Regions from separate parts of the Sus scrofa genome. Here all the other regions are linked to region 1. Evidence: chromatin contacts called from public Hi-C and HiChIP or PLAC-seq data. All regions are on one chromosome and are shown on one strand. Each heading gives the region's core, a stretch centred on a gene start, on an enhancer-like site or on the middle of the called end of the contact. The rest is flanking DNA. Distances are from core to core; before and after follow the strand shown. Region 1 overlaps LOC110257572 (a long non-coding RNA gene). Region 2 overlaps MKLN1 (muskelin). Region 3 holds the start of MKLN1 (muskelin). Region 4 overlaps LOC106506781 (a long non-coding RNA gene).

Region 1 (7,494 bases), core at 1,437-3,936:
GGGCTGCTCCCAGCATCGCCAAAAGGGGGAGCGACAGCCAGTGAGCGGGCTTCACTCACGGGGTTCCTGCCACCTTCTCCAGAGGGGTCAGGGGTTGACGTCCACCCCCCGCCGTCAGCCCCCTGACACAGAGGGCCCCAAAGGCGGGCTTCTTAGGGGCTAATGGTCTTCCTCTTGAAGCTTTACGGTTTTAGAGGCTGACCTCTGTCAATCCTTGCTTGGAATCGGTCTACCGATAATATCTTTGCCTGATCTCCCCCTTTCCTCCCAAGAAGTAGCTTATCTGAGTTAGTACCTGTGTGCTGCCTTTTTCACGTCAAGGGCTATTAAGCAACCTCCGATTTAACAGCCTGCTTAAACTGGGGGCAGACTGACGAGCCGTGTAAGCTTTGAGATCGGAAAGACCAGGATTCAGATTTTCCTTACGCAGCTTGGACAAGCTATTCGATCCTTTTTTGAGCTTTTGTTTCTTTATTGGTAAAGTGGAAATAATAGTGTTGATTCTCAGAGTCGTGAACCTGTAAGTATCTCAAATAAGGCACAGGTACCTAGCTCTTCAAGAAATGGTACCCCCCACTCCCCATCCCCTGTTCCTGGGAACGGGGAACACTGAAGAATCATTGGATAACATTTCCATAGATGTGACAGTCAGCATGTGGAAATTGGTAGGAAAGACAAGTATTGGGCATCAGTGCGTAGAAGCTGTGGATCTGGGGGCTTCTCTGGAGGAAAGGATAGCAAATCAGCCAGGGTGTCCGAGTCCAGGAAAAGACAGAGAGGATCAGAAGCTGGGATGAGGTACTCCAGCCACGTGCACCTGTTCACAAGTCACAGGTTCACCGAGATTATGAGGTACCAGGAGGTGAATGAGGCTCAGAGGCCACGAGAGCAAACAAGGCAGGTGAGTCCAGTGTAAGCAAACCGATGACGACAGGATGTGACAAGGGCTCCGAAGGAAAACAGCGTGTATGGAACCAACTTGGGCCACGTCCGGGGGACAGTCCATCTCTCGTGGAGGGGTTAACCAACAGCCACGCGGTTAGAGCCAGCACTGTGGATAAAGACAGACCTGTTACAGTCCGTGGGCAGGCGTTCACTGACGGCCTGGCAGGCACCCAGCCCTGGGCTGGACACCCCAGAACACCCCCTAGGGAGACGATGTGGATGCCCTTGTGACCTGGCCGTCCAACTGTGGAATGAAGCGGAGGGGTGGGGAGGTGTCACAGTGCGCACGCAGGGGAGGGGACCGCGGTCATTTAGGGCGTGGGGCTGGTGGGGGGAGTGGAGTGGGCTTCGAACAGGAAAGGGGCCTGAGAGAGATCCCCTGACAAGGTGGGGAGGGGCCTTCGCGTCCGCTTTGAATACAAAAACCTTGAGTACACAGCTTTCAGTTCCGTTTCTATACCCTAAGCGTGTAATTTTCTGCTAAAAGAATTTTACTCACGCCTTAAAATTTGAGACACTAGCTAGATGACAATTTTTAAAGTACGTACAAATGCAAGACAGCCAGAATTTTCAAGAATGCGAGGAAGTTAAACCAAGGCCCAGGCCTTTCTAGGGGAACATTCTGTGCAGCTCGGGGAGGGCTCGGGGCCCAGGAGCGCCATCCCCGGGAAAGGCCGGGGCGGGGGACACGCCAAGCACTTCTCCTTCCCCGCGCTGGTTCACCTGAAAGACGAAGGCAACACCGGTGATGAGGTGCACGAAACATGGTGATTTTTTTCTTCAAGTCATGCTAGAAGCTGGTCACGGGCTGGTCTTCCCGGCGGCACCGTCTCCCTGGACTGGGAGGCAGCTGGCATTTACTGTTACTGGGACTGAGGGACTCGCTTCTCGCTGGTAACAACAAAGCCATAGATGCAGCCCCAGCGCCTCCCGGAAGGCCCCTGCAGCCCTTGAGCTCTGACTGGCTCTTCCTCCTCAGGTAAGTGACCGTCTCTCGGCTCAGGAGGTTGTCCTTATACAGATACATCGTCCTCCCAGGGCTCCTGGAAGCGGCGGGCAGAGGGCCAGGAGGAGAGAGCTTCCTCCGCGGCTCTCATGGGTGCAGAGGTGGTGGGGCCAGAGGACACGGAGGCGCGTGGGCCCAGCGGGAACTCCTGGGGCCTGAGTCCTCTCCTCCAGGCTCCTGGAGGCTCCCTGCCGCCGCCAGGCAGGAAGGGTGAGTCACTGCTCCCGGCTCCACCCCTTTTGCTTCGCTCCCAAGAGGCACTTCCAAGCTTCTGGAGCATCTTCTAAAACAGCACATTGACTCAGTGCCCCAAGGAGCACAGCGTGTTCTCAGAACATTGCTCAATTCTGTCTCCTGCGGGAAGGAGTCGGCGTTTGTTTTATTAAGAACTAGCGTGAAATAGTTAGTTCTCATCTACAAAAGGAGAAAAGAAAAGTGGGGGGGAGTAGGTCGAGTCTCCCATTTTGGCGCACAGATAGAGACAGTGTTTTTCTTATTTCTGGGAGCCCAGGAGCTAATAAATTGGCCGCACTGACAAAGGAAGTTTGGGGAAAGCTGCCTATGACGAATAAATGACTGATTTGTTTCATTTTGTAAAAATGAGGCTCTCCTTTCTGACCCAAGTCATTTTCTAAGCATTCCTCAAAGGGCAGCGGCCTCTCCCGCTGGGAGGCCAAGGGCGCCCTGGAGCCTCTTCCCGGGCTTGGACAGGAGCCGTGCGGTCAGAGGCGGGCGGCCTGGCTCCCGCTGGCCCTCCTCCAGTTCCGTGACCTCTGGCCACCACCACCCAGGTTCGGTCTCTCCATCTCTGACACAAGCAGCTGTGTGTGACAGTTTCCCTTTTGCTCTAAAACAAGACGATTCTGAGATGCGACACCTCGGCTGAGGCTGGCTCTGCTTTGGCCCACATCTCGGGGGCCTGAGTCGTACACACGCCCGTGTGTGCAAAGCCGGCCCTGCCAAGAGAGAAACATTCCGGATCATTCAAAGCCATGAAGAATGTTGGCTCTGACTTCAGAAGGGCAGGATAAACAAATCCGTGCCCAGGCGGGCACTCGCTGACTGGCTGCCTCTGCCTTTTTAACTCATCAGGGCCTGAGAGCTTCCCTAAGGCCTTCTGACGCCAGGATGCGTCAACGCTGTCATGTCGGTCCCTTCCCCGGCTTTTTCACAGGCGCAGGCCGTCCTCAGGTGGGGGCAGAATGCTCACCAGTCTTTCACCGGGATTGACTTTTTTGTAACCTCTCCCCCAAATCAGGTCAGTTCTCCCTTCCCACATAGGTCAAAAAATAAAGAATAAAGCTACCCTCCTTTAAAAAAAAAAAAAAAAAAAAATCCTCTTTCCCCAAACCACACGCCCAAATGCAGTGAATCTAGAGATTCTTTGGACTGGAGTGGATTCTAAAGTCAATTGAACTTCCAATGCATTTCGATTTGGCCTCCTATTGATCTGAAACCACAAAGGTTGTAGGAGACAGGATATGGTTCTGGTCTCTGGTAGAATCCGCTTGAATTCTTCCCCGGAGAGAAAGTGGGAACCCTTCGACTGTCCAACCAGATTTCTGTGTGGCTCATGGAAAGTAAACAAACAACATAACAGAGAAAAACCCAACTTCCAAGTCACAGGCTCACAGCATCTTTGGGAACTAAGTAGTTGAGGTCCAGGGACTTGCTGAAAACCACCCCAGGACAGTGAGAGCACGCAGACACGCGGCGCTCAAGGCCATTTGCCCGAGAAGATGACTGGGTTTGGGCCCCCAGGGACACTTCTGCTGCAGAGAATTAACTGGGCGTGTAAAGGAACAAAGAATTCGGCTTTTTTTTTTCTTTTTTAATTAAAAAATTTCGTACTCAAAAAGCAAGAGACGTGATGCTATTTTCTCCCATTCTGAAATCTCACAGGGGCGAGGGCATGGGCAACCACATCTGTAGCATCTGCATTCGGGCAGCTGTCTGAGTAACTGTCACCAGACTTTTTAAGGTTTTACAGAAACTGAGTTGGGAGTATTTCCCAAGAGCCACTGCTCAGCAGTGAAAACGTGGAGAGCTTACTGTTCTGTCTTTTGGAAAATCTAATCAGCTAAAATGATGACTTGGTGGTCTGACTTGCTGTCTTTTGCTACTTGATAAAGGCCTTTTTTGCCAGGCAAGGAGAGAGAGTATGGTTAGCTTGTTTTTTCAGACTGAGGTCATCTCTATTCATTGGTGTAGTAAACAAGCCAGACTTAGGGGAAAAAAAACCACCCAAAAAACCCTCCTTTCAAAAGCAACACTATATTTCTATCTTCTCTGTGATGAATTAAAAGCAGGATCATTTTCAAAAAACAACATCCATCAGAGTATTTAGGAATGATAAAGAAAACGTGTTAAAAAAAAAAAGACCTAAACTTCATTTATTAATTTCCAAGAATAACTCTCCAGATCATTTTAATCCTTAAGCTCATTCCTTAAGCGCTTGTAATTTACAAGGTCAAAAAGAATCTTAAGACATTATCTTAAACTCCTTTGCATTCCATTCTTAAGGGTATCCGTAAATGGATAATTTTGGTGTGTTCAAATAAAACAACCACGGCCCGTACGTTTAATTGTGAGAAAAATGCTTTGGACTCTGCCAAAGACCCAGCTAGAAACTATCATTGGGACAGTTTGCTTCTGGGTCTCCAGCTGCCTTTACTTCACTTTCTTATCAGCTCAGTGATGCCTCTAGATGCACAAGGAATCTATTTCTCCTGGGCTCTGGGCTCTGCCAGGGCGGAGAGCTCGCCCATTTGCCTGAGCCAGCCTCACCAGGGCACCATTCCCAGGGCAGTGACTCAGCTCTGGAGGCCACCTGCTGCGGGGGTGCTGCCCCCTTCCGGGTCATTGCCAGTCACGAGGGTGGAGGGACAGGACAGAGCTGAATGGACCCAAAGCCTCAACAGCTCAGAGCCAGGTCAAGGGCAATGCCGGAAGGAGAGCCGCTGTTTACGGCAGGTCCAGCCCCGCAAGGTGAAGCGCTGTGCAGTCGAGGGGCTTCACACCTGGGTCCTAAGCATCGTGGTGACCACCTGGACCATGGGCTGTGATGCAAACTGAGGGCAGGGCCACAGGGCAGCTCCCACATTCCACACCACTTCCATCAGGTCACTGTGGTTGTCAAAAGTAATCCACAGCGCCCGCTGCCGACAAGATACCCCGCTGCATTTGAGGTCTTTCCACCACCTAAATCCATCCTAAGTCCATCCTTCTGCCAGGGCATTCTCTCTCCTTCCTTTAGACAAACCCTCTGCTCCAACTAAAACAAGCTGCCCCCACTGCCTGGCTCTGCAGGGCTCCCTCCCTCTGGTCTGTTTTCCTGTTTCGAGAGACCAGCTGGGTTGGCAGCAATCACAGGCACAGAGCTACTCCACCTGGGGTTCTCCGCCCATTTTAAATGTACGAAGCCTCCCAGGCCCAGCCCAATATTCCCTGCTTGCTCTGCAGAGTCTCCCTGGACCACTCTGGCTTGTCACCCTCTTCTGCACTCACAGCATTCATGTCTTAACCCTATAAAGCCAACCCATGTTACTCAGCCCCTCTAACGTGTTAAGTCCTTTCGGTCAATGACAAACGCTTAAGGGACATGTGCTCCATGTCGCAGAGCGTCAGGTGCTGGAGGGAAAAGACACGGTCCCTGCGGCGGTGCACGTCCCTCACAGGACAGAAGCGCACGAGCACCGCCCTCCACTCCATGGCAGAAGCTGCCTGCAGGGTCAGCAGGCTGTACTCAGGGTCTCTAGGCTGCTCTGAAAGGAAGAGGAGCCTCTCAAAGGAGGGACAAAGTTGGACAAGGAAGGGAGGGGGGGAGGAGAGAGTCTTTCAGGGAATGTGGGCGCTACAGAGACAAACGGCACATTCTCTTCAGTATTTCTGTAGCTTTGGAGTCAGGGGGGTGGGTTCTGCGCGACTGGCAGGGTACCTGTGCTGTGTGACGTGGGTCAACAGGCGGCCAGGCTGGCTTCTGTCCTTTTGGAGTGGAGAACCTACACGATTCATTCTTGAGCCGTGTGTCTGGCCATTAACCACACACTGCCTTGCGACACGGTCATTTCTGCTGCTGGTTCCCTAGCGTGGCCTGCACTGTCCCGTCTCCTCCCCGGCTGGGCTGTCAGCTCTGTGCAGGCACAGAGCTCTCTAATGGGCACTGCGGCCAGCACTGCGCCTCAAACCCACAGATGGTCGGAAGCTCACGTCTTTTCTCCTTCCTTGCTCTTTTCAAAAAACTAAAGTATAGTTGGTTTAGCATACGTCTTAATGGACACTTCAGGATGCGCTTTTGCCATACTGTCTGTCAGTAAGTAGTTAAGCAAATCAGCAAATAATTCCTGAGTCCTAGTAGTTAAGACCATCAACAAATAATTCCTGAGTCCTAGACGATGGACGCTAGCTAGGGCACATGTCAAAAATGGTGTGTGGTCCAGGTGGACAGAGTCCGGACAGCCAGGGTAAAGAAGCTGGAACTCTTCCACAGAAGCGCCTCGAGTGAGAGTGGTGTGGCTGAAGCATGCTCAAAGATGACCGACTGGGCAGGAGGAGAGGGGACTGGGGCTGCCCTGAGAGGTGACAGGTGATGGAGCACCTTTCCACCTGCACTGTCCGGCTGCGTGCCTTTACTCTCGGCCCAGCTCCGTCACACCCAAGAGGAACACTCAGTGATCTGGGTCTTCGCCTGTTTTATCCTGTCTTCTTTATTCCTTCTACGAGTAGCAAGCGACAGTAACATGCCAGACACTGTGATACAGAGAAAAAGTCTCCTCTCTCAATTACATCACATACATCACATTATCTAACATAACGCAGAAGGCTCCCTGGAGGAGGTGATACCTGAGACAAATCCTAGGTAGGAATAAGCAGGTGTCAGCAGGTGAACAGACGAGGAAGAGAGAGAAGCACAGGTAAAGATACAGTCCAGGAAGAGAAGCAGGCCTCAGGATCTTCTGAGAGAAAAACTGGAACCTGGAAAAGGAGGAGCCATTAAAGGACTCTGAGTAAGAGAAAGACAATCAGATTTACATTTTAAAAAGATCAGTTAGGAAACCAGTGGGAGAACTTATTGGAAAGTTTTGACTTTGGAGGCAAAAGAGGGCAACATATGGATTAGAAAGATGCCAAAGCACAATGATTCAGCACTGGAGATGGAGTGACATGTGTAGAGAGAGAGTCACTGAGAAAATCTTTTGAAAAGACCTTCAAAATTAATCTATTTCAGGTAGGCTCCAGCAATAGGTTACATACGCACTGCCAGTTTTGGCCACAAGAGGGCAGGCTCACACAGCTATTCTAGAGCTGGCCCCTCCAGGGAGAAGGGAGAGGATTTCTGGTTTGTTTGCAAAAAACTGGGAACACTTGGTTTTGCTTGGTTGTGACCACCAGAAGTGGCTGGCCTTTTCCAGGTTTTTGGACTGACCTTTTTTTTTTTTTTTTTTTTGCTTTTCAGGGGCTGCACCTGTGGCACAGTTCTCAAGTTCTGAGGAAGTTCTCAGCCTAGGGATTGAATCAGAGCCACAGCTGCTGGTCTACACCAC
Region 2 (7,494 bases), core at 2,309-4,808, 250 kb after region 1:
CATATGAAAATGCAAGTTTTGCATATGAAAACAATCAGAATTAAGTATTAAATTGTATGACGTGGGCTGTAAATACAGTAACACTTGGGTTCTTTCGATTGGAAAATAAGATGCAATAAATTCTACCCAAGCTCTGAAAAGTGTGTTTGTGGGTGCTCAAGAACACTGGTCAGCTGGATGTTTCTCACGTCTTCCAGCCAGGCAATCAATACTTTCCTGGAGATGGCCCAGAATTAATTCTTGACTGGGAGGAAAGCGGTACAGGAGGAAGGAGTAGACTATCTTCTCATATCTTACCATGTTCTCACAGATACAATCTCACACGGCTCTGCAGTGGAACATGGTTGTGTGTAAGAGCTGATTCTTGAACTGTGGAATTGTTACAGGCGTCTCTTGTGCCTCAACTGAGAACTGAAGGCTTGTGAAAGCTAGTTCTGCCCTGGCACATTTTTGTGAGGCCCTCTAAGGCCATCAGTGGAGGTCTCCAGCAAATTACCTCTTTGCTTCCTCCTAGTTCCCTAATTGCAAAGGGAGTAAAAGGGGAGAGTCTAACATTTTGAAGAAAACTGCCTTGAGACAGGAAAATGGGCACATTTGTTTTACACTCCGAGGGATCGTGTATTTCAAGGGTCTGTGGAGACTCTGTAGTCACTTTCATTTTCTAATGTCCTAATGTGTAAACCTAAAACTTTCCAAACCTATGTCTTTGTTAAAAGCAAAATTCTATTGGAAATGTGTCCCTTCTTTTTCACCAGAGTAAGCCTGTCCTCAGAGACAGCTGCAGGCCAGTCCCTGTCTGTGTCTTCCCCATGGAGCATATTGCCTTGGGGAGGTTCCATGGGGACTTCCAAAGCCATCCATCAGCAAGTGACTGACAGCAATCTTGGAAAAAAAAAAAATGCACATGGCCAACCAGGTTGACCAGCATTCTGGACATTCCTTGGTAGTCTTCTTCAAAAGGCTAGTTTGCTTAAGTGTCCATTGGGGTAGACCAGCATAGGGGGATCTACTGTATAACGCTGCTTGCCACTAGGAAAGTCAAAAGAGCAGTAACTTGCTGCAAAGATGTACTGAAGTCATCCTTCAAGCATCAATACATGGCCATTTGAGAGGAAGAGAGGGCAGTGGGAGGAGTCAGCTTGGAGTTGAGAATACAGCTGTAACGCATTCTCAACTCCAATGGGAGGGTGGGCTTTGGAGGCACTATCAACACTTCCAACAACATTGGTCACTTACACTGAGCACTTGAGGGCAAATGTGAACGTGCTTCTACCTGACTCCTAGGCTCAAGCACATAACTGCTACCACCAGACCACACATGTCCTCAAGATACATCCTTTGAGTTACTTTTTCAGGAGTGGCAATGGATGGATGCTGAGTCACTCAAGCTTTCATTTCCTCCAGTGGTTGTGAGCGTGGACTCTGGAACCAGTTCTGTCACGTACTGTCTGTGTGACCTTGGGCAAGTTACTTAAAAATTCTCTGTGACTCCAGTTCCCCAAATATGAAATGGTAATAATTATACTAGCTACCCCATAAAGTCATTTTAAAAATTAAATGAGTTTAGAAATGTAAAGAGCTTAGAACACTGCCTGGCTTATATTATGTACTGTATGAGTGTTAGCTATTGTCATTCATTCACTTATTCATCCAATATTCATTTAAAATCTCTGCTCTGGACACTCCTAGGTGTTAAGAAGTAAAGACAAATAAGACACAGTGTGCCCTCAATGGGCTTCTATTCTATAGTATAGGCTTGTGTTTTATTTCTCTCTTTTTGCCTAGCATAAGAGTTGTGAGACACTCAATATGTTTTTGAATGTATGATTGGATTGGGGAAATAGGCAAATACACTGATAATTTCAGTTATATGACTATATTTAAGTGTCTGGCACATAGTAAGTACCTGGTACCACATAAGCATTATTAACTATTTTAATTATTAATTTTGTAGAATAAATGCTGAGACTGAGTGTGCAGACAGGAGGCTGAGGGTGAGGAGGTGGAGGTGCACTCAGGGAAGTCTTCCAAGAGGCAGTATCATTGAGCTGAGTTTTGATCAGCGAGTGGGCGTTAGCCAGTAAGAGAAGAGGGCTAAGTGTGTTCCAGGCAGAAGGAACATTGTGTGCAGAGCTAGAGAGGCGTGAAATAGCACAATACATTCAGGGAGCTCCGAGTAGGCAAGTACGACTGGAGCCCCATCCTCGTTGTGACATACAGGGTGCATTTGTTAAACGAATATTAGAGGCTGGGAAGTGAAACAAAACAAATGAGACATCGAATGTGTCACTCTGGCCTTCAACATTAACTAAGTAACCAGTTATGGACTAAGTGGCTCGGGAATGTTAAATTGTTTGGTATAATACTTGCCCTGGTACAAATGCTGTTAGTCTATAAAGCATTGCTTTAGAGTCAGCCCCTTCTTGTCTTCTGATAGAGGAGTCAAGTCACTTAATTTGTCCGTTTTTTCAAAGTAATTGAGACAAAATAAAGTTGAGGGGATCATGGTATAGATGAATTTGTATTTTTTTTTTGGTCTTTTTGTCTTTTCTAGGGCCGCACTCGTGGCATATGGAGGTTCCCAGACTAGGGGTCGGAGCTGTAGCCACCAGCCTACGCCAGAGCCAGAGCAACGCCAGACCCAAGCCGTGTCTGCGACCTACACCACAGATCACAGCAACTCTGGATCCTGAACCCACTGACGAGGCCAGGGATCAAACCTGCAACCTCATGGGTCCTAGTTGGATTCGTTAACCACTGAGCCATGACGGAAACTCCAAGGTGAAGATGTTTTTGCACAGGCACATAGATTGCTCTAGATCGGGGGTAGCAAACTGTGGCCTAAGGGCCAAATCCTATCCACCACCTGTTTGGATAATTAAGCTTTTTGGAACACTGCCCTTCCCATTTGTTAACATGTAGTCCAGAACTGCTCCAGCACTACAGAGGCAGAGTTGAGTAGTCATGACAGAGATTGTATGGCTTGCAAAGTCTAAGATATTTACTAGCTGGCTCTTTACAGAAAATGTTTGCCAACCCTGCTCTAGAGTCATCTCTTCTAATCTTGATAAGTAAAATCCACCTAAATATTTAAAACAGGGATTGATTTGGATTTAGAACCAACATGGCAAACAATAGGTTGTTAAATTTTTTAAATTTACTACCAAGGAGAGAGACGATTGCAAATATTTTAGCCATAAAATAAACATGAATAAATGAATGAATATAGATTCTGTGGGCTGGTCTTCAAATTTGACTCTGAACTTCCTGGCAATCAGGAAAAAAAAAGATTGGTTATATGTATTAGTTACTTATTGCTTCATAACTATACATTTGTGGCTTAAAATAGCCACCATTTAGTATTTTTCATGAGACTATAAATTGGCTGAATGGCTCTGATAATCTCACCTGAGTCCAGCTGATCTTGGTGGGCTTGCTAATTCATTTGTGGTCAGCTGGTGTGTTAGCTCTGGGCTGGTTGGTCTGGGATAGCTTCAGCTAAGACAGCTCCTCTCCGCCCCCAATAGGATCTCTCGTCCTCCAGCAGGCTAGCCAGAGCTTGTTCACTAAGCAAAGGCAGTTTCCAAGAAAGAAAGTGGAAGTGCACACTTGAGGTTTAGGCTTGGAACTCACACACTGTAACTTGCATTGCATTCCAGTGGCTAAGGCCAGTCAAACGGCCAGCCTAGATTCAAGGTGTAGTGAAAGACTCTAAGTCTTAAAGGGAGGAGCTGCAAAGTCACATTGCAAGGGTAGGGAAAGAGGAGGGAGAGAACAGGGGCTACGATTGAAATCAATCAGCATCTAAACCTGCATGTATTCCAACCATAAATTTTTTAAAAAAGTCATCTCTGTGGTCTAAAGTGGAAAGGAGTATTCATCATACGTCTTTTCAGCCCCACCTACAGATATGAATCATCATTGTCTTCAGCTAAGAGGACCAATATCTTCTTGCTAATGACAGATGCAGAGGAGTAGAAAGAAGCCTGTCAGAAAGAGGCTTCCTATGAGGCCCAGTCCCCCATTAAAATATCATCTTGATGAACTTCACCAGGGAATCAGACTCAGTCATAATGGGTTGAGGGGATAAGGAAGATTGTTATCACAGAAGTAACCAAGGGCTAAACCAAACCTTAGCCTTTGGGATTACGGACCTGCAATATTCTTGCTGACCATTCCCACTCCCCCCCACATATCAAGTGGGGTTAAAATTGGTCACTGTATTCAAAGGCAACATTGCTCTCTGTGGATATGGATGTGATTGAAAACATGGCATCAATAGTCTTTTAAAAACTCCCTAGCTGTGATGATTTTTGAAAAGTTATTGCTGGAATATCTTCATTATTACCAAACACCGTAATACATAGTATTAAGTATAAAGAACAACGACGATGTCAGAAATCCTCCTTAACTGTGCTCTGCCTGGTACCCGGGGCTACCAGTAAGAAGAAAACATAGGTAGCCCTTGCTCCTTAGAGTCTGTTCAGATACTATTTATAATCTCCCAAAACTCAAAAAAAAAAAAGAGGCAAAACATTATAAATAAAAGCAAAACTCCCAACATTTCAAACAAAGCCACACAACCTAGGTTTGAGAACATTCTCTGGCTGAGAGCCAGCCAGGGTGCTCGGCCTTTTTCTCAAGAGGTTGACACATTCATACGTGGCCTTCCAGGAGCTGCCACCCTCAGACTTCTGTTGCAGCAGCAGTAGTACATGGGGAGGAATATGACAGAATTTAGGAAACTATTAGATGCCTGTTGACTCAGACATCAGGACCAGCTGTGAAGGGAAATCTATTTCAATTGGATACGGTGAAAAAGAACCGAGCTGTTGACATTATTGAAGAGGTGGGGACAAAACTTCCAGGATGTTTGAAGATGACCAGTCTCTGGGAGGCTTGGGGGGATGGGGAGGAGGTAAAGCTGTCTCAGGAAGGCCAAATGAAGCTTTCAAATGTGGTGTGGAGAAAATCAGAAGTTAACCTTGGGCAGGTCACCGGAAGGTGAAGTGATATATAAAGTACCTGGTGGGGTACTTAGAAGATCTCAGCAAACGTTGGTTCTTTCCCTTTGTAGCTCCCACCTACCTTCGAGATCTCTTAAAAAAAAAAGACCTGCCAGGCAGCTGCGATTGGAAAGATGTCAAATAGGATGAGCTGCTGAAAGGTGGTTAACAATCAACAAAATTAGGTGGATGGAGCAGGGCATGTCACCTCTCCTACCCCTCTCCTCGTCACGGCTTGGAGGCAATGTGAAGACATTTCTTCCTTCCTGCAGAGGAAGTGTGTGTGTTCTCTCAGACCTACCTTGGCATTCCTTGATGTCTTAGAGAAGCAGATGACCCCGGCTGAGCAAGACAGTCAGCAGAACAGCAGCCCTTGATGCTGCAATTGGAAATTTCCATTCTTGCTTGTAGCTCTGAAAAAAAAAAAAAAAAAAATCTAAAGAGCCCAGTAGCTGGGAAATTTCCACAATGGAAAATTTTAACATATTCTTTAGCTCTAAACTATGCAGGTTTATAGAGACAATTTTTTTCTTTTGGTAATTTCCTTCTTTAACAATAATTTATGAACATGGTAACACTACAGCTATGGGAATAAGGAGGGCAAGATGACTTGGAGGGGAATGGGTATGGTTTGGCTAGTGGGAGGCTGTGCTAAGATACACATTTGACCACCTGAACCAGAGAAATGCAGATCACTCCAAGACCCGTGGTTGGGAACTCATCCAAAATAGAGATAATTTACCCAGGAGCACTGCAGAGAAATCTGTTTGGAAACTGGAAGTGGAAAGTGAAAGGATACCACTTTGGAACAGGAGATGGTGTGTGTTCTGTTGCTGAAAAACGCAATCCCAGACAGATCTTTTCCACCACTGCTCCTTAAACCTAAATGCGCATTTGAATCACCTGGGAATCTTGCTAAGCTGTAGATTCTGATTCAGTAGGTATGGGATGTGGCCTTAGACTCTGTGGTTCTAACTGGTTCCCAGCTGATGCTGGTGCTGCCCTTCAGTGGTGCCCTTCTGAGGACCACTCTGAATAGCCAGGCCATAGACAACAGGTCTTCATCAGTGTGAGCCCAGCAAAACACAGTCAAAGGGCAGCTGGAAGTGAGCTCCCTTGGGGTTGTTTTCTCAGATTACAATGCTACGGTCTAAGAGAAGAACTGAATGTCCTTTGGAAAGATGCTTTATGCAAGTCTGAATAAAGGGGATCTTTTGAAATGCAGGGATGCAAATAGTTCCCAGAAATCTGCTTACTCCAGCAGATTCAAGTTGGTGGTTTCTAAAACTCAATACTTTTCCAGAGAAAACCCTAGAACAAGCTGGCGAAGATTCCTGAGTGATTCTCCAGCATCATGGCATGTAGAGAGGAAACACTGATGACCTAGCTCCAATTACTGAGGGAATACTGTTGGCCAGAAGGGTATAATGGGGAAAAGGGAGCTGGAAAATAAATTACATCCATCCCAGCCAGAGTCACTGTCTCACTTTTATTGAAATAAAATAAAATGGGAATAGGAAAATTTTCCTTTTTCTTAACAGCTCTCTCACCTTTGTACTACCTGTTTTTCAGAAAGAGTCAGAGAAAGAGCAAGAGAGAGAGTGAGAGAGAGAGATCAAAATTTGTATCATCTTTATTCCATGGTGTTACCTCCACTTGAGCTGTAATTTATCTGCTATGTGCATCTTTAAAGCAACATTTGTCCTATTTTTCATTTTCCATTCAATTGAGTTTTGGATGGTTATTACTACTTACTTTTCAAATTAAGGTACACAGGAGCATATGGGGGGAAAAAAGGAAGATTACCGTGATGAAAATGTAGTGTTGAAATCAGAGTGTAATAAGCATGAAATGAATTTGATAATAAAATAAAAAGTATTAAAATATATATTAAAAGTAAATACCTATGCTAGTATCCTAATATCTACATAATATTTAGAAATTCTAAATGGCCTACAGGATTATTTAGAGATTTGGAACTTAAAATTTCTAGATTTTCAAAAATGGCACAGTGATTTGGCATTGAAATAGACACCCTGATTATTAAGTAAAAGAGATCAGTTTTTGTTTTCTTCTTATCGTACGTTTCAGTGAGCAATTATTCACCATAGAGCTATCTTACAAACCTACAGCCAATCAAAAGAATGTGCTTGATCCACCTAACGTCACATCTACTTAATAATAAACACAATATTATAATAAAAATTAACATGATGGAATGCCTACAACAAATGAGGCATTTGATCATCACAATGAGCTTGTAAGGTGGGTACCATTACTATATAGAAGAAAAAGTGGGATTTAGAGAGCTTAAATAAATTGCTTGGGATCTGTGCATTATAGCCAAGAAGGAATAACCATCTCTGGCCAGCCCCACTGACTCTAGCGCCTTTTCCAAATGCCACAGCTACATCTCAACTTCATTTCCCTTATCACAGACAGATGGATAGATGCTCCTTCTCAAGTTTAACAACTTCACAGAGCTTGA
Region 3 (7,494 bases), core at 3,038-5,537, 200 kb after region 1:
GGCGCCAGGCCCTCCGAAGGCCGCGTCACTGCGCCCTCGCCTCCCGCTCCCCAGCCCCCTCCCGCCCACGGCACGTGACTCGACACGCGCCAGCTGCACGCGGGTTCCATCAAAACAAAAACAGAGAGGGCCGGCCGGCTGGGCGGCTGGGGCGCGCGGGGGAGGCGGGGAGCGGGCGCGCCCCCGCTGCCACTGCCCGGCGCCGCGGCCGCGGCTCCGCCGCCCCGGGCTCTGCCGGCGCGCGCCCCGGCCGGCCGCGGGCGGGAGGGCAGAGGGCGCCACCCTGTTTACAGCCCTCGCTCCCGGCCGGGGACCCCGCCCGGAAACGGTCTCCCGGGAAAAGGCCCCAGCCTGCGCACCCACCCGCGGCCAGGACGCTGGCCTGGGTGGGAGGCACCGGCCACCGCTCAGAATAAAACCATTGCCACCGCGCTGGGGCCGGGATCGCTCGAGTCTCAAGTCCTTTTGCCCCGCCGCCCACGGCTGCTTTGGTGTCAGCTCCCGGCACGACTCTGCTACGCACTTCACCTCCATCTCTCAGCTCCAGCGCTTCAGCAGACCCTCCTCACCTGGCGGCATCTTCCCGGCCCTGGCACTCCCTGGCGACAAAGCTGCGGACCCTCGCGCACTTTGGGACCTCGAGCGGCTCCTACACCCGGGGAACCTCACCTCTCTCGGACCCCCAACCCACATCTTCCGTCAGAGAGGAGGGTGGCCACAAGCTGTCAGAAGCCTAGTTTTCTATATGACGACGAATCTCAACCTCACCCTTACATATCTCCACTCACCCTTCAGCACAGGGAGCTGAATCAGATATTTTACGGGGGGGGGGGGGGCTTGCTTTTTCTCCCTAATCGCAAAAAGAAAAAAAAGAAAAAGAAAAGACGCAGGTCTACTCAGCCACTCTCTTTTAAGACTCCCCACGTAGTTCCACCAAATGCAAGACTTAGAAAATAGAAATGCCCACCACACACCTGCTACGCAACCCGCCCTCTGGAAACCTGGAGATCCACCCAGCCCGCCTTCTGGAAGCTGCGCTTGGGGTGGGGAGAGAAGCGATGCCGCCCGGTTCCCTAAAGTAAGAAGGAGTGAGAGGGGGACCAGCACCCCGGCCCCGCCCGGGAGCGCAGTCCTTCCGGCCCCCAGCTCCAGAGCACAACGCGGCATCCTTCGTTCCTCCCGGCTGAACGAGGTGGTAGCCAAAGGCTTGGGTGCCAAGAGCTGTTTTTCCCTTTAGATCCCAGATGCCGCGTCCTCTAAGAGTATCCCCCCTCCCCACGCCGCCTTATTTCTGGTCGACAGCACAGGTGGGGTAGGTGGGAGAAAAGAGCCAGTGCTCTCGAGGTTCGGGATGTTAAGTCTCCGTGAGTGAAGAGGTGGGATCTCGAAATGGAAACAGTCTCCCCCCTCCCTCCCCTCCTCCTCCTCCTCCTCCTCTTCTGTTTACCTCAAGTTTGAATTTTATCTGCGCAACATTAGCTGGAATGCGGACATTGAAAAACACACACGCACACACACACACCACACACACACTCTCAACCCGGCAGCAGCTCCGGAGGAGCCATGTGGCATCAAGCCACCTCAAAGGGGAAAAAAGTGCTCTTAGCAACACAAACATGGCGAAATCGCCTCGGCATTCCCGGCTAACGCCACAACCCCTACCTTCCCTCGCCCGGCTCCAGAACATCCCGGCCGGGACCTGCGGCCCCTTCCGGGGGGAGGCGAGGAGCCGGGGGAAGTCCCAGGGTGGGACTGCGGGGCGTGCGAAAGAGGAAATAACAGAGTCCACAGTGGAAATGTTTCTGCTGGACCATCGAGCCCTCCGCCTCGCCAGCAGCGAGGGGACGCCTGGTTCGCCCGGAGAGGTCCAAACGGAGAACTAAATTCCCATCCCGAAGTCCTGCTGAGCCGGCTTTCCCCACCCCCCAGAACTTACCTTGGGGCTGAAGACACGCTGCTGCTTAAATCCCTTTCTCTTTCCTTCCTCCAGCGTGAGACGCAAGGGGGAAAATGATGCGCATGTATATTTTGTAGAGCATATTCTTCTAGAATTTCCCCTTGACCATCACGAGAAACGATGGAGGCTTCGGAGACAGGTGCAGTGCTGGCTGAGGCTGCCGGCTAAAAGTTGTTCTCTCGGCAGTGGGCGGCGGGGTCCCCCGGCTGGGGCTGGGGACCCGGTCTCCCTTCCCCCCGGCGTCGCCCACTTCCCCCGGGCTGCTGCTGCGCGCGGCTCAGCTGCAGGAGAGGTGGCGTAGTTTCTCTTCCTCCCACCTCTTCTCACTCACTTGTTTTTGTAGCCGTGGGCTCCCCTAATGCTTTCCTCTCCACAATGTTGTTTCATTATATCATGTCCATCATGTGACACCAGAGAGGCCTCTCTATGGAAACTTAAAGGGCCTCCCACGTGACTGCAGCAGCAACAACAGCAGCGGCAGGACTGGCGGTGTCGGCGGCCGCAGCGTTCGTACCACCACCCACCAAGAGCCCCTCGAAGCATCCCGGAGAGGCTTCTGGCGCTGCAGAAGCCCAGATAAGGGAGCCATAGCATCCGGGAGCTGTGGCGTCTGTGCGTGCGTGTAGCCTTTGCTCATTACATAGGAAACCGAACAGAAGGAGCGTCCTTAAATCCTTTCCTACACTCACAAAACCCACGCTCTGTTAAAATGACATTTCGTGGCTCTTACTTTATTTTCCCCAAGAGCAATGAGTTTTTCTATCAGTTTTTCTATTAAATTTTACCAAGACAAAAAGAAAAACTGGATTTTCTCTCTGAGAGTTCAGCCAGTTCTTGGGTAGATCAGAAATGACAAAACAATAATAACAAAAATAGAATCAGGCATTTGATACGTAATTACCATCACACCAGCTTTAAAGCTTTTCTGGAATTAAATTCCTCTGGTAACCGTGTTGATGATGCTTGCAGGAGGCAAATGCAATGCAGTTCTTCTCTTCCACAGCTATATTAGGGCTTTGTTGCTGACAACAGTAAAAACTTGTTTGTGTCAGGAAGTGAGGTACGAAGATACGACCTGGAAGGTACAGACAAAACCATAGTGGCAGTTTTTGTGTTACTTTTCTGACCACATTCTTTCAAATGGTGAGAAGCAGCTGATCTGCTGTAACATGCGTATATGGGTTTGGTGGGAAATCAAATAATCAGAACAACACATTTTCCTCTAATCATAATGACCATGCTAGTAGACACTAGAAATTACATATGGATTTACATATGTGTGTGTAGAGAGAGAAAAGTGTATGCCTTTATATGATATTTTGACCAAAAACTTTGTCGTCATTTCTAGCATTTAACTGAAGCATGTAACAAACACTTTGACCCAACCAAGTCCAGTTATGTGTGGAGACTGTAACATCGTTTTGAGTGCCTTCCTGTTATTGAATCACAACCCCCAATCCCAAATCTCTGCCTGAAAGTTTGTGTGGACCCTGGGATTTTATCCTGGAAATGTAAGCCAAACAGCTCTTTCTATGTTTTAGTTCATGCTTTTCCATTTATAAGGACAATTCCCTGTTGGATTGGCAGAATAAAAAGAAACTTCACAGGAAACGGAAGAGTGAGATGGAAGAGCATCCTCTCTTTGGGCTTTGCCCTGACTCTTCCTACCTCATCAGTTTTCCTCATCAGCCATGATGCATGATCTCCACTACATTCCCTCTGATCCCTTAATGTGTCCCCCAATATTTCCCTCCCTATGGAATGCCTAATTCTTCCATCCCTTTCCCCTTTTCTGTTTTTGCCTCCCAATTCAGACCCGCACTGCCTGGATACTTAGTTCAGGCCTCCCCACATTCTGCCTCCCAGTCCTCCTTCCCCAGCAGGTCCCCTCCTCCCCTTCCCAGTTAGGTCTCCCTTCTCAGCAACTCTACCTCCTTACCTCTCTTTGACCTCCTTTATTCTCCTTCACAGTCTGGCCCTCGACTTCTCGGCCTCTTCTTGCCCTTCTTTCCCCGCAATGTCCTGCCTCTACAGGGGTCTCCTTCACACCCTTCTCTCAGGTCCCATCCCTTCTGACGCCGAACCCCAGCATTCCTCAAGGGCTTGGCCTGATAGGCTTTAGCCTGATTTTGTTCCTGTGGCCCTGGGCTGGGAAAAGAGTGTATGGTGCAAAGTGGGGGCAAGAATCCCCTTCGACGGTGGCCCCTGCCTGGTTCCCCCTCCGCCCCTCCCAAGTCCCGGTTGCGGCGCTTCCTGGGCGGATGGCTGGGACTTGCTGCAGCAGCTGCGGTTCTGCTGTGTCATGCAAGAAGGAGGCGGCGGCGGCCGGAGCAGGAGGGGGAGGAGGGGAGGAACCTGATCTCTCCGGTAGCGAAGGGCTGGAGGCAAACACCGAGTTCCCCCTGAGCCGCCCGGGAGCAGGGAGGGCTCCGCTACCCCGGGGGGCCCTCCCCGCGGGGCAGATGGTAAGTGGGGTGGCGCAGGTGGTCGCCTTGGGAAGGGAGCGCGCAAGGGGGGGTTAGGTGGGGAAACGGGGAGAACTAGAAATCACCCCAGCCAAACTGAAGGAGCCCAGTGTCCAGCTGAAAGGAACCCGGGCTGTAATAAGGATGACCAGCAGCAATAGTTACCATTCAAATAATACCCTGCAGTGGACCCAGGCTTCACGGAGTTGTGCATCCTGAACCAAGGACTGAGCTAGAGGCAATGAATGATTCAGGGTTTGAGAACCACCAGCCCATCAGCCCTGGCGCTTTAGGGTACAGCTGAGTAGCAAAAGTCAACATACACATATTCCTATAGCCTGGCTGAGCTTTATGGGTTGTCTTGTTTAAAACTAGGGAAGGGGATGGAAACCTGCCCAACCTCACTTTAGCCACGAAAATAATGGTCTTGGCCAGTGGCCTTGGACAAACAGCCTCTGGTGCAATTAAACAATCAATAGAAAAAATAGCTTCATTCTCTTTACCACTCTCCTTCCCCAAGCTTCTTCAACCAGAGTAATTGATTATACTTAAAGGAGAAAGAAAACTCTGCCTTGCGTTCCCTCCCACCCTGCCCTCTCTGGGCATCCACCCTACACAAACTGCCCGCCCCACCATTGACCCCCACTTTCAGACCATGAAGGGACTGCCTTAAACTCTGAACAATTTCACCTCTGCTGCCTTTTAGCCCTTTCCCGGGAGGGGAGTCAGAAACATGGAACTGAGAACAGTGACCACAGAGGCAGGCTGGAGGAACATTACCTCTTTACCTGAATGCAATTCTCAGGACAACTTTTTAAAAAATTATTATTCTTTTCCATTTTGCTCCTGGAAATTTCAAAGCACTTTCTGTAACATCATTTTTTTTTTTTTCTTCGTCAGTCATACATTAGCAGTAAGGGGTTGGCGGGATTAACTGAAAGGCTAATGACTGTCTCAAAAGCACATGCTGTTGCTAGGGAACTCAAGCTCATCCTGCTCTCTAATCACTAGCATGTTATGTGGAAATCAAACTTCTCAGGGTGTTATTAAAATGAATGGCATTTGGTTAAAGGCGTTCTCGCTTGTGTTGTAGCATCCTGGATTATTATCGATTGCCTCACACCCACATATCTTGTTTTCCTAATTTGATTTCTGAATGTGCGTCACTGCTAGGGACACACAGACTAGACCAGTCAGGTTCACTTCCTGTTTCTCAGAACCGGTTTATATTTGGTCTCATAGCACTAGCTGGTAAAACATTATCAAACCGATCCTCTTGGAAAGAAAATCTGTGCTTTCTGTGAAAACAAATTATCCCAATTAAATTCTAATTCCCATGGAAAACGTCATCATTTGAGGAATAAAGCAGACTGCCAGTGGCTATTTGAGAAAGCCATTCTTGAAATGTAAAGCCTAGAAAAACTCATCATCTTTATTTCTCTTACCCAGAATCTTCATTCCTGAGCCTTAGAACTAAAACAAACTCAAGTTGAAAGGAGATTTAAGTAGGATATTTCTAAAATGAAGCTCAAAAAATACACACTGAAGCTGGGGAAATCATTTAGACTAAATATGGCATAGAATTGAATAGAATCCAGGCCCCAGAAGCACAAATAAGCTTGGGTTAGCATTGGGGCGCTCAGAGAACAGAATGTGATTACAAGGCTACACGACAAATAGGAGCCCATTTCTTTGTACTAATTGTCTCTTTTACCATTTCTCCCGTGTCCCTGGATTAAGACAGCCTTGCTTTTTTTTTTTTTTTTCCAGTTCCTTCCTTTTTATAACAAGGATATCACAAAGGTACTATCATAAAGATAAGCGCTATATAACTAGTTAGATAAGTTCTGATGTAGATAATTTGTTTAGATGGAAAATAAAAGGGTATATATGGCATTGAGGAAGGGTCAGCTGACTGAAAGTCAGGGAATTTTATAGACTGGGTGACCTTGGGTGATCTATTACAGGTCTCCTCATGTCCATTTCCTCATGGAAGCTTAACAAAAGTGCTGAGCTAACAGATCTCTAATATTCCTTCCATATACAAAACTCTGTGATTATACTGAACTCCCTACATAAACATTTCCATTTTAGCTGAATTTTGCAATGTTAAATTTTGACATTGAAACTTTAACACCTATCCATAGAGATCTTAGAGGAAATGACAATGGGAAATGGTTTTGCTGTTGCTACATCACGTTTTAGTGTCAGTTGCTAGACAATCAAATAAAATGGACCTGATTCCCAAAAAACTTACGCTCAGCTTGTTTGGGGGTGTTGCGAAAGTAACAGGATGAGGTAGAAAGAATGGAAAACTGTACCGAAAGATCTTTCAATCATTTTAGATTTAGTTAACCCACATTATTTTGATGAGCAAAATAGTGGAATGACGAAGAAGGGCTCTTCAGAAAATAAATGATCCACTGAATCCTCATGGAGTTAATAATCTATGTGCCTTTATTTTAATTAGTGATAGGCAAAAAATATACCTAGCACGGATTTTTGAAATTTTCAGGTTCAAGATGTTAAGAAGTAGCATGAAGAAATGTGAGGTCTGTGCCAGAGAGAAAAGATCTGACTTTGAAACCCAACTCTTTGAGTGCCTGATGTGTGTCAGGTATTGTGCAAGACACTGGGAATACAAATTTGACTAAGAGAGTCTGCTCTGAAGGACCTTGTAGTTTAATAAGGAGACAGATGAGTGCACAGGTGATTACACGATGGTGAGATGTTAACCACTGGGGCACTCATTGGAAGTGCACTTAACCTTGACTGGGCATAGACAGGGTCCCTAACCATAGAAGATGAATTCAGAGAGGAGGTTTGAAGCATAGTAGAAATAATCCAGACAAGTGGATTATTTAAAGAGAAAGGCAGTCCAGGCGAAGAAGGTACTAGGTATTAAGTCCTGGCGGTAAAAAGGTGTACCCAAAGAGTTGAAGATAAAGGACAGTGCCCAACAAGGAGTAGATTCTGTCTTGTATGAATGCACGGCAGAACCCAGAAAGATCAGCAGGGTCTTGTATTATGAAAATTATGTCTTCCTAAGAAGTTTCAACTTCTCCTAAGGCC
Region 4 (7,494 bases), core at 1,414-3,913, 160 kb after region 1:
AAAAAAAAATCTGTAAATATGTATGGTAACAGATGTTAAATAGATTTACTGTGGTAATTCTTCCCAATATATACAAATATCAAATCATTATGCTGCATACTTGAAATTAATATAATATATATCAATTATACCTAAAAAAAGAACCAAATCTGATTTTAAATCAATCAACATGTTTCTAACCCTTTTCCTAGTTCTGATTTTCTGCCTACATGCTTTTTCATTTTATGTATTTTTGCTGGAGAGTTACTTCAAACCCTCTCTGAAAAAAAGAAACACCCTTTAAGAAATCCCACCAAATTCATGTAAAAAAACACAAAATAGAAGAATCATTTGAAACGAATGTAAACACCAACACAGTAGCTTTGGATCAGATGTCAAGACAAATGGTTCCATTACAAACTTTAAGAGGAAAGGCTATGCAGAGGGGATTCAAACAGGGCAGGGGTCGACTATTTTCAGGTTCTCACGTCCTTTTTGGCCCCCAAACCCTAAATGCCTAAGGAATGTGACAGTAACAGGAGCAGGTTAGAATCTGGCAGTGAGAATCATACAATTGAGAAAAAAATTCCCCCAGATGCATCTGCTATACTTTCCCCCCATTCCATCATTAAAACCCCCAATCCCTGCCCCAGTTGAAATCCCTGGGTTAATTTATTCCTTTAATTTGTTCACCATTTAACAGTTCATTGAGCACCTATTCTATCACTGTCAGGAAGTGAATATTTTTTACTTCTGCACAGTCAAAGCTTTCTGGGAAATTTACTGGGACCTGGGTTTAACGACCAGCCTTCAAACTTAAAAAAATGACTGCATAGATAGTAAAAGACTAATCTCCCCTGAGGTAGGTGTTTACATTTCAGAAGGATGAAGAAACCGGGGTTGTGGAGACATTCCAGAGTTACAAACTCAGAGTCTCTTGGCTTAGGTGACTGAGCTCAGTAACAACCTGTCCCTGTCCCAGGAACCTTGTGTCTACTTTCAGGATAATGTGAATAAACACAGGTACTAAAAACTTATCAGCAACCAGCACCAGGCTAGTTCCTAAGGACACAACTGTAAACAAGAGAAAGTTCTGCTCTCACAGAGCTTGTGGTTAGTGGTGGCACCGACAAGTAAATGACCCATCACAACATGGGATGGCAAGTCTCTGTCAGGGATGTACAGGGAGCTGGGAGAGACGGAAGAATTGAAGCTGAGATCAAAGGGGGAGGAATGAGCTACACGCTTTTGTCTGCAAATAAAAGAAAAACCCCAAGCTTCACTATTTTCATACAACAAGAAATCCCCCAAAAAAGGATGGCTCAATCATGCCAGCCAGGGCACAAGTTCAACCTGTTTTCTGTTCCTCCATCCTTAGCGTAGGGACTGGTGCTTGGACCAGCTCCCTTCCAGCTCAACCCACAGGGGACAGAATGTCCGTCGCAAACTTTTTTTTCCAGGGAGGAGAACCTTTCTGAAAGCCCATAGGCTTTTCTTCCATTTCAGAGACCTGAACTGGATCACATGCTCATATTCAAACCAATCAACTGGCAAGAATGGAACCTTCATGACAGCTGGTAGCTGGGACCCCAGCCCACCTTTCCTAAAATACAAGGACATGCAGACAAGAGTGGTTTCTTGAGGAAAAAAGTTGAGGTTCTGTTAGAAAAGAAGAGTGATGAAAGGTTGCAGAGGAAAGCAGCCAATAGGATGTGCTACCATCATTAAGAAAATATTTTCCTTTTTTAGAACATTATATTTAGCACTAATAGGAAATACTAAGAAACACAACCTTATTCTCAATCAATAGCATACACATATTTTAACTTTTTAATTTTAATATAGAAAACTACAAAGAAATGAAACTAATATAGTGGGAATGAAGTACCACAAAGGCTGGGGGATCACAGAGTCATAGAGGGAGATGAGAATTTAAATAACTAGAGACAGTTCTGAAAGAAAGGGATTATAAAATGATGGAGAGGTTGATTATGTTTAAAGGTACAAGGGTAAAACTTCAGGGGTGAGTGGGTGTGTTTTTTTAGCTCTAAGAGAGTCTCCGTGCAGAATACTGAGAAAATGCACAGCAATATAAAAGCCTGTGAGGACAGAAGCCCTGAGTGTCTGTCCTGCTGTATAAAGACACTCATATATATCTGTTGAATGAAAAAATGACAAAATAGGCTTGGATTTGAAATACTATTTGACACTACCAAAGTTTTCTAGTCAAAGGACACACAGGACCAAAATTATTTCTGATGTAAAACTATAGTTTTCAATAAATAGACTGGACTGGAGGAAATGACCAATTAGGAAGCCACTAAAATCATCCAAGCCTAAGGTAGTCAGGGCCTAGATCCAGAGGTTCAAGAACTTATAACCAGACACACAAATTTTTTAAAATGTATATGTAAAGTATACATACTTTGCTTATTTTATTTACAAATAAATGTCACAAGCACTAAAGAAGTGCATTGCATATTTTGACTCATTTATTACTGCATTATGAAAATAAGGATGACTAATTTTAAATCTAGTTTATCTGATCCTAAATGTTAAGAAGTTTTTTCCAGCATTTCAACTGGGTTTTTTACCTTAGGTTTCTTTTTCAACTCCAACAGGAAAGGTGCAAGAACATGAGTCCTTCAGAATCTTCGAGTCTGTGGCCTCCTAGTGCTGGCCGTTTAGAATGACAGCTTCCGTAGCAAACGCTCATAAAAATAGCACACTCCTTCTGTCCTCTAGCTTTTCTTCTACACATACATAGAGTAATGACAACATCTCCTGAAATAACATCTCAGACACTACTCACATGTCTACAACTCAGGTAAACAAAGCATCTACAAAGCTAGCAGTCTTTAGATCCTGCATGCTTATGTCTCAACATTATTTCCTATAACAATCTCTGAGAAGCTACTGCCAAGAGTTCTTTCTGTTTTACTTTCGTTTCAAAAAAGTTTTAATTAGGTGTTCCTGTCATGGCTCAGTGGTTAACGAATCTGACTAGGAACCATGACGTTTCAGGTTCGATCCCTGGCCTTGCTCAGTGGGTTAAGGATCTGAGATTGCCGTGAGCAGTGGTGTAGGTTGCAGATGCAGCTCGGATCTGGCATTGCTGTGGCTCTGACGCAGACTTGTGGCTACAGCTTCGATCAGACCCCTAGCCTGGGAAACTCCATGTGCTGTGGGTGTGGCCCTAAAAAGACAAAAAACTTTTAATTAATGTTTGCTCCTATCTTGTAAACCATTTAGTCTTTATTTCACCCTTGGCAGCTTTATTTGTTCACTCTATTTCTCCACTATTCCCTGTAAAACTTAACAGTGCTTCTACCTGTCAAGTAAATTTTACTCATCTCTGATCTCCTGGCTGGACTGAGGGTATTGCCACTTCATTATGCATACCTGACACAGCTCTTGCCAAATAGCTTCAGTCACACACAAGTGGGACTCTACCTCCAGCCAGACCCTGAGTCCCACAGCCGCTCTGGGAGGCAGCAGAGACACTCCAGCTAACCTGAGAAAAGGCCACCAAGTCAGAGAGGAAGGCTGTATGCTGGCTGGGACTGCTGTCCACTGAGATGTGATCAGCACAAAATATCCAGATGTCTGTTTCATGCAACCATAAAGTTTTAGAGATATAAGCAGCATTAGTTTTCATGTCATCTGAACCTTTCATACCATAAATGACAAAATATTTTGGCAGAAGAGCTAAACAATCCGGTCAAGGCCACATATCCTAACTATATTTAGACATCTTGGGATGAGTTTAGGGAGGAATAAGTGACAAATACATAAAATCTAAGCAAACAAAGTCTTCTCTAAAGAGAGACTAGGGAAAACAAAAAGCTGTTTTGGAAGGAAAAAGTAACCATGGATTATTTGCTTTAGCTATGAATAATGTTTTCATAGAATAACATAAACATTGATTATTACTCAAAATTTAATTATAATTATAATGAGAAGAGAGGAGGGTTCTACACATAGAAAGAAGGTGCATAAGAAAGATAAATCCTCTGCTTCCAGCATAAGAAGTCAAAGGTATCCCAAAGACTAAAAAATTAAAAACTGGAAAAAATGCAATATGCTATTTAGAGATTTGGAGGTAAATAACAAAACAAGTAGTCTCAGAGCTGAACTCGGGAGAGCAGGGGCTGGGGTGGAGCGAAAGCTGGCGGACTGCCGAGTTTTGCAACAAGCCTTGTACAACTGCTGGACTCTTTCGATTCTGTGCTTGTATAATTGAGATTAGAATTAGATTTAAAAGTGGCCAAGCAGAGACAAGAACCTAGGGTTTCTCACTGTATAATACTTTTTAATAATTATATATTTTTTCACTTAGAGAAAACACTGATATTTCATCTAAACAGTTAAATTTTCTATTTTTCTTGTTGTGGCTATTGTATTTTCATTGAAAGCAAAAAAGAAAGTAAAGTCAAATATTCACCAGCTGAACTGAAGACATATGGATCTGTACTAGGTTCTGGGAAAACACAAACGAATAATAAGACCTTCCTGCAAAGAGTCACTCTGTTTTAGAGAAACAAACACATAAATAACAGAAAAGCAATGAGATAAGCATCCTAACATTCACCAGTTCTGTGAGGCTTGGTTTCCTTATTTGTGAAATGCCTCATTGGGTTTTCATGAATCTTTAATGATTCAGTAAAGGATTCATATAAAGTTCTTAGAACACTGCCTCACAGATCATAACAAAATAAGGCCCAAAAGACAAATCCTTACCTGCCTAATTTTAAAGCCCATGTTCATTCCACTACATCACATTTCTAAAATAATGCTATTCTTTTCAAAAACAAAAACATTTTCCTCCCCAAATAGTATCAAGTAAGTGGACAAACTGTGACTCATTACATACGAAGATATAGATGTAGAAAAAAATCTGAGGATAAAAAAAAAAATCTTTTCTTGGGAGTTCCCGTTGTGGCGCAGTGGTTAACGAATCCGACTAGGAACCATGAGGTTGCGGGTTCGAGCCCTGGCCTTGTTCAGTGGGTTAAGGATCCAGTGTTGCCGTGAGCTGTGGTGTAGGTTGCAGACACAGCTCGGATCTCGCGTTGCTGTGGCTCTGGTGTAGGCTGGCGGCTACAGCTCCAATTCGACCCCTAGTCTGGGAACCTCCATATGCCACGGGAGCGTATATGGGAGTGGCCCTAGAAAAGGCAAAAAGACAAAAACAAAAACAAACAAACAAACAAAGAATCCAAATACAGTGGCTCAGGTCACCGTGGAGTATGGGTTTGATCCCCAGCCTGGTGCAGTGAGTTAAAGGATCCGGCATTGACAAAAAATGTAGTATATTACAGTAAAATGTAAGAGTGATCTTCAACAAACAGAAAGTCAATTGTTTATCACTAGATGGCACCATAAGGGATAATGTTTTTGAAAAAAAAAATTTTAAGATAAGGTTCAACTTATCAAATTAAAAGCATACTTTCTTGCAATAGAAGAAGGTAAGTTACATTACTCCTTTAAGTTATCTTATGGCTTTGAAAATAAACATATGGTTTAATGGAAAAGAAAACAATGACATAATCCAATTATATTCTATTTTTAAACTACTCTGAGATCTTAACTCTTCTGATGTCTTCTAAGCAGAAATAATTCTGAATGTCTCTCTTGTTTGCAATACAACAAACAAGTACATGAAGTACAAGTAGCAACTTGATGTAGGTGGAACTACATTTCCCAGAACCCTCAGCTATAAATGGCTTTAGGCAGCGTTGTCCAAAAAAGGAATTTACTTCAGATGGAGGAGGCGGCAGCCGTAGTCTTTCTTGGTTAGATGTGGGGACAGACACCAATGCTGGCGAGTTCCAGCTTGTCCTCACACCCCTCTGGTCTGTGTTCAGCTATTCTGCCCAAACATTGAACCGACTGACCCACAAAGGTCCTACGCCCCCACCAGATGCTGCACAGGACACACAGAGGTGGCATTCTAGAAATATTTTTTCATTTTTTCAAGTTTTATTGAGGTATAGTTGATCTACAATTATTGACCAAAAAATGTCCAGTCAGCTGTAATAATGCAGTAAACGAGTTAAGCTCCTCCTCACACAGCAGCTTCAATGTATTAAGAATGTTTTGTTAATTTATAGAAGTATATATAACCTTTTGTATGTATCAAATATTACATAACTTTTTTTTTTTTTTTTGCTTTTTTTAGGGCAGCATCAATGGCATATGGAAGTTCCCAGGCTGGGGGTCAAATTGGAGCTGAGGCTGCTGGCCTATGCCACAGCCAAGGCAACATGGGATCCAAGCCACGTCTCTGACCTACACCAAGCTCCCAGCAAAGCCAGATCCCCAACCCGCTGAGCAAGGCCAGGGATGGAACCCTCATCTTCATGGATACTAGTTGGACTTATTTCTTCTGTGCCACAATGGGAATTCCTACGTAACTTTTTTTAAAGAACAAAAGTATACGACAGGACAATCAGTGATAGTCAAAATTTAGTGATATTTAAGTAAGTTGAAACCACAATGTCTGAACAAAATAGTGAGCTAAGAAATCTATCTCCACCACTTGTTTTTCTTTTCTTTTTTTTTTTTTTTTTTTTTTGTCTTTTTTGTCTTTGTTGTTGTTGTTGTTGTTGTTGTTGCTATTTCTTGGGCCGCTCCCGAGGCATATGGAGGTTCCCAGGCTAGGGGTCTAATCGGAGCTGTAGCCACCGGCCTACGCCAGAGCCACAGCAACACGGGATCCGAGCCGCGTCTGCAACCTACACCACAGCTCACGGCGACGCCGGATCGTTAACCCACTGAGCAAGGGCAGGGACCGAACCCGCAACCTCATGGTTCCTAGTCGGATTCGTTAACCACTGCGCCACGACGGGAACTCCTCTTTTTTTTTTTTTTTTTGGCTGGATCCAACTTGGCATGTGGAAGTAAGTTTCCAAGCCAGGGAGTGAACCTGCGCCATAGCTGCAGCAATGCCAGATCTTTAACCCTCTGTGCCATGAGGGAACTTCCTCCACCACTTCTTTATTATTTACCAAATTACTATTTATTGGTTTCATTCATTGTGCATAAAAACCCTCCAATATTTAGAGCCACCTATCTTTAATTGTCAGCCAAACTCCTGAGTTTGAGAACTACCACCACAATGGCTTCTTAGTTTACTTTATTTTCAGCACTGAAAAAGTAGGTCCAATGCCAGAACCTGTTATGGCAGGTGTACACAACAGACTCAATAACTGTGTTAAAAAGAACTGATTAATTATTTTCATAATGGTATCAGTCTGATTCAATTCCTTAACATCTGAGTTATCACAAGGTAATAAAAGAAAACATCAAAGAATAAAAAAATATAATTGCTAGTCCACTTTCCTGGATTAAAAAAAAAAATTAAATTCCGTGTCCTGTCTTGCTATTTCTCATGTTTGCCTCTGGCAATGTCATTCAGTCTGAGCGACTGCTTCCATACAGATAACTCCCAAGTCATATCTCTAACACTGAACTTTCAGCAAAGTCATATCGCCCTGGACACATAGGGCAGCA

The links. Hi-C and Micro-C count contacts between places; a contact is called where the count stands out from the background. HiChIP or PLAC-seq counts read pairs in DNA pulled down with a chosen protein or histone mark.
Region 2: a Hi-C map of embryonic fibroblasts shows a contact between it and region 1, with 4 times the contacts expected there. The contact joins two enhancer-like sites. A contact is called at or near these places in 2 of 47 Hi-C or Micro-C datasets (embryonic fibroblasts and fetal skeletal muscle) and 1 of 2 datasets of contacts at active chromatin or transcription factors (skeletal muscle).
Region 3: an H3K27ac HiChIP or PLAC-seq map of skeletal muscle shows a contact between it and region 1. The contact joins the promoter of MKLN1 here to the enhancer-like site in region 1. A contact is called at or near these places in 2 of 5 promoter capture datasets (both in liver), 5 of 47 Hi-C or Micro-C datasets (brain, embryonic fibroblasts, fibroblasts and 2 more) and 2 of 2 datasets of contacts at active chromatin or transcription factors (alveolar macrophages and skeletal muscle).
Region 4: an H3K27ac HiChIP or PLAC-seq map of skeletal muscle shows a contact between it and region 1. The contact joins two enhancer-like sites. A contact is called at or near these places in 1 of 47 Hi-C or Micro-C datasets (skeletal muscle) and 2 of 2 datasets of contacts at active chromatin or transcription factors (alveolar macrophages and skeletal muscle).

Annotation. Positions count from the first base shown.
Region 1 is chr18:18,025,008-18,032,501 of Sscrofa11.1, reverse strand. LOC110257572 (a long non-coding RNA gene) reads right to left here. Exons shown (of 3, transcript XR_002340372.1): 2 at 1,669-6,925; 3 at 1-1,051. Among named protein-coding and RNA genes, the nearest start is that of MIR29B-1, 11 kb to the left of the region's middle. Within about 2 kb of position 2,686, at least 37 of the 83 cell types and tissues checked have an H3K27ac peak or open chromatin away from gene starts, as enhancers often do. A contact at or near this core is called in brain, embryonic fibroblasts, liver and 1 more, where this site is marked.
Region 2 is chr18:17,772,580-17,780,073 of Sscrofa11.1, reverse strand. The region is part of intron 2 of MKLN1 (muskelin); the gene reads left to right. It overlaps LOC106506781 (a long non-coding RNA gene), which reads right to left. Exons shown (of 12, transcript XR_002340361.1): 7 at 5,308-5,419. Among named protein-coding and RNA genes, the nearest start is that of MKLN1, 56 kb to the left of the region's middle. Within about 2 kb of position 3,558, at least 6 of the 83 cell types and tissues checked have an H3K27ac peak or open chromatin away from gene starts, as enhancers often do. A contact at or near this core is called in embryonic fibroblasts, where this site is marked.
Region 3 is chr18:17,829,312-17,836,805 of Sscrofa11.1, reverse strand. It overlaps MKLN1 (muskelin), which reads left to right and starts at 4,287. Exons shown (of 19, transcript XM_021078931.1): 1 at 4,287-4,422. It overlaps LOC106506781 (a long non-coding RNA gene), which reads right to left. Exons shown (of 12, transcript XR_002340361.1): 8 at 1,937-3,032.
Region 4 is chr18:17,868,045-17,875,538 of Sscrofa11.1, reverse strand. All of the region lies in intron 9 of LOC106506781 (a long non-coding RNA gene), which reads right to left. Among named protein-coding and RNA genes, the nearest start is that of MKLN1, 39 kb to the right of the region's middle. Within about 2 kb of position 2,663, at least 20 of the 83 cell types and tissues checked have an H3K27ac peak or open chromatin away from gene starts, as enhancers often do. A contact at or near this core is called in skeletal muscle, where this site is marked.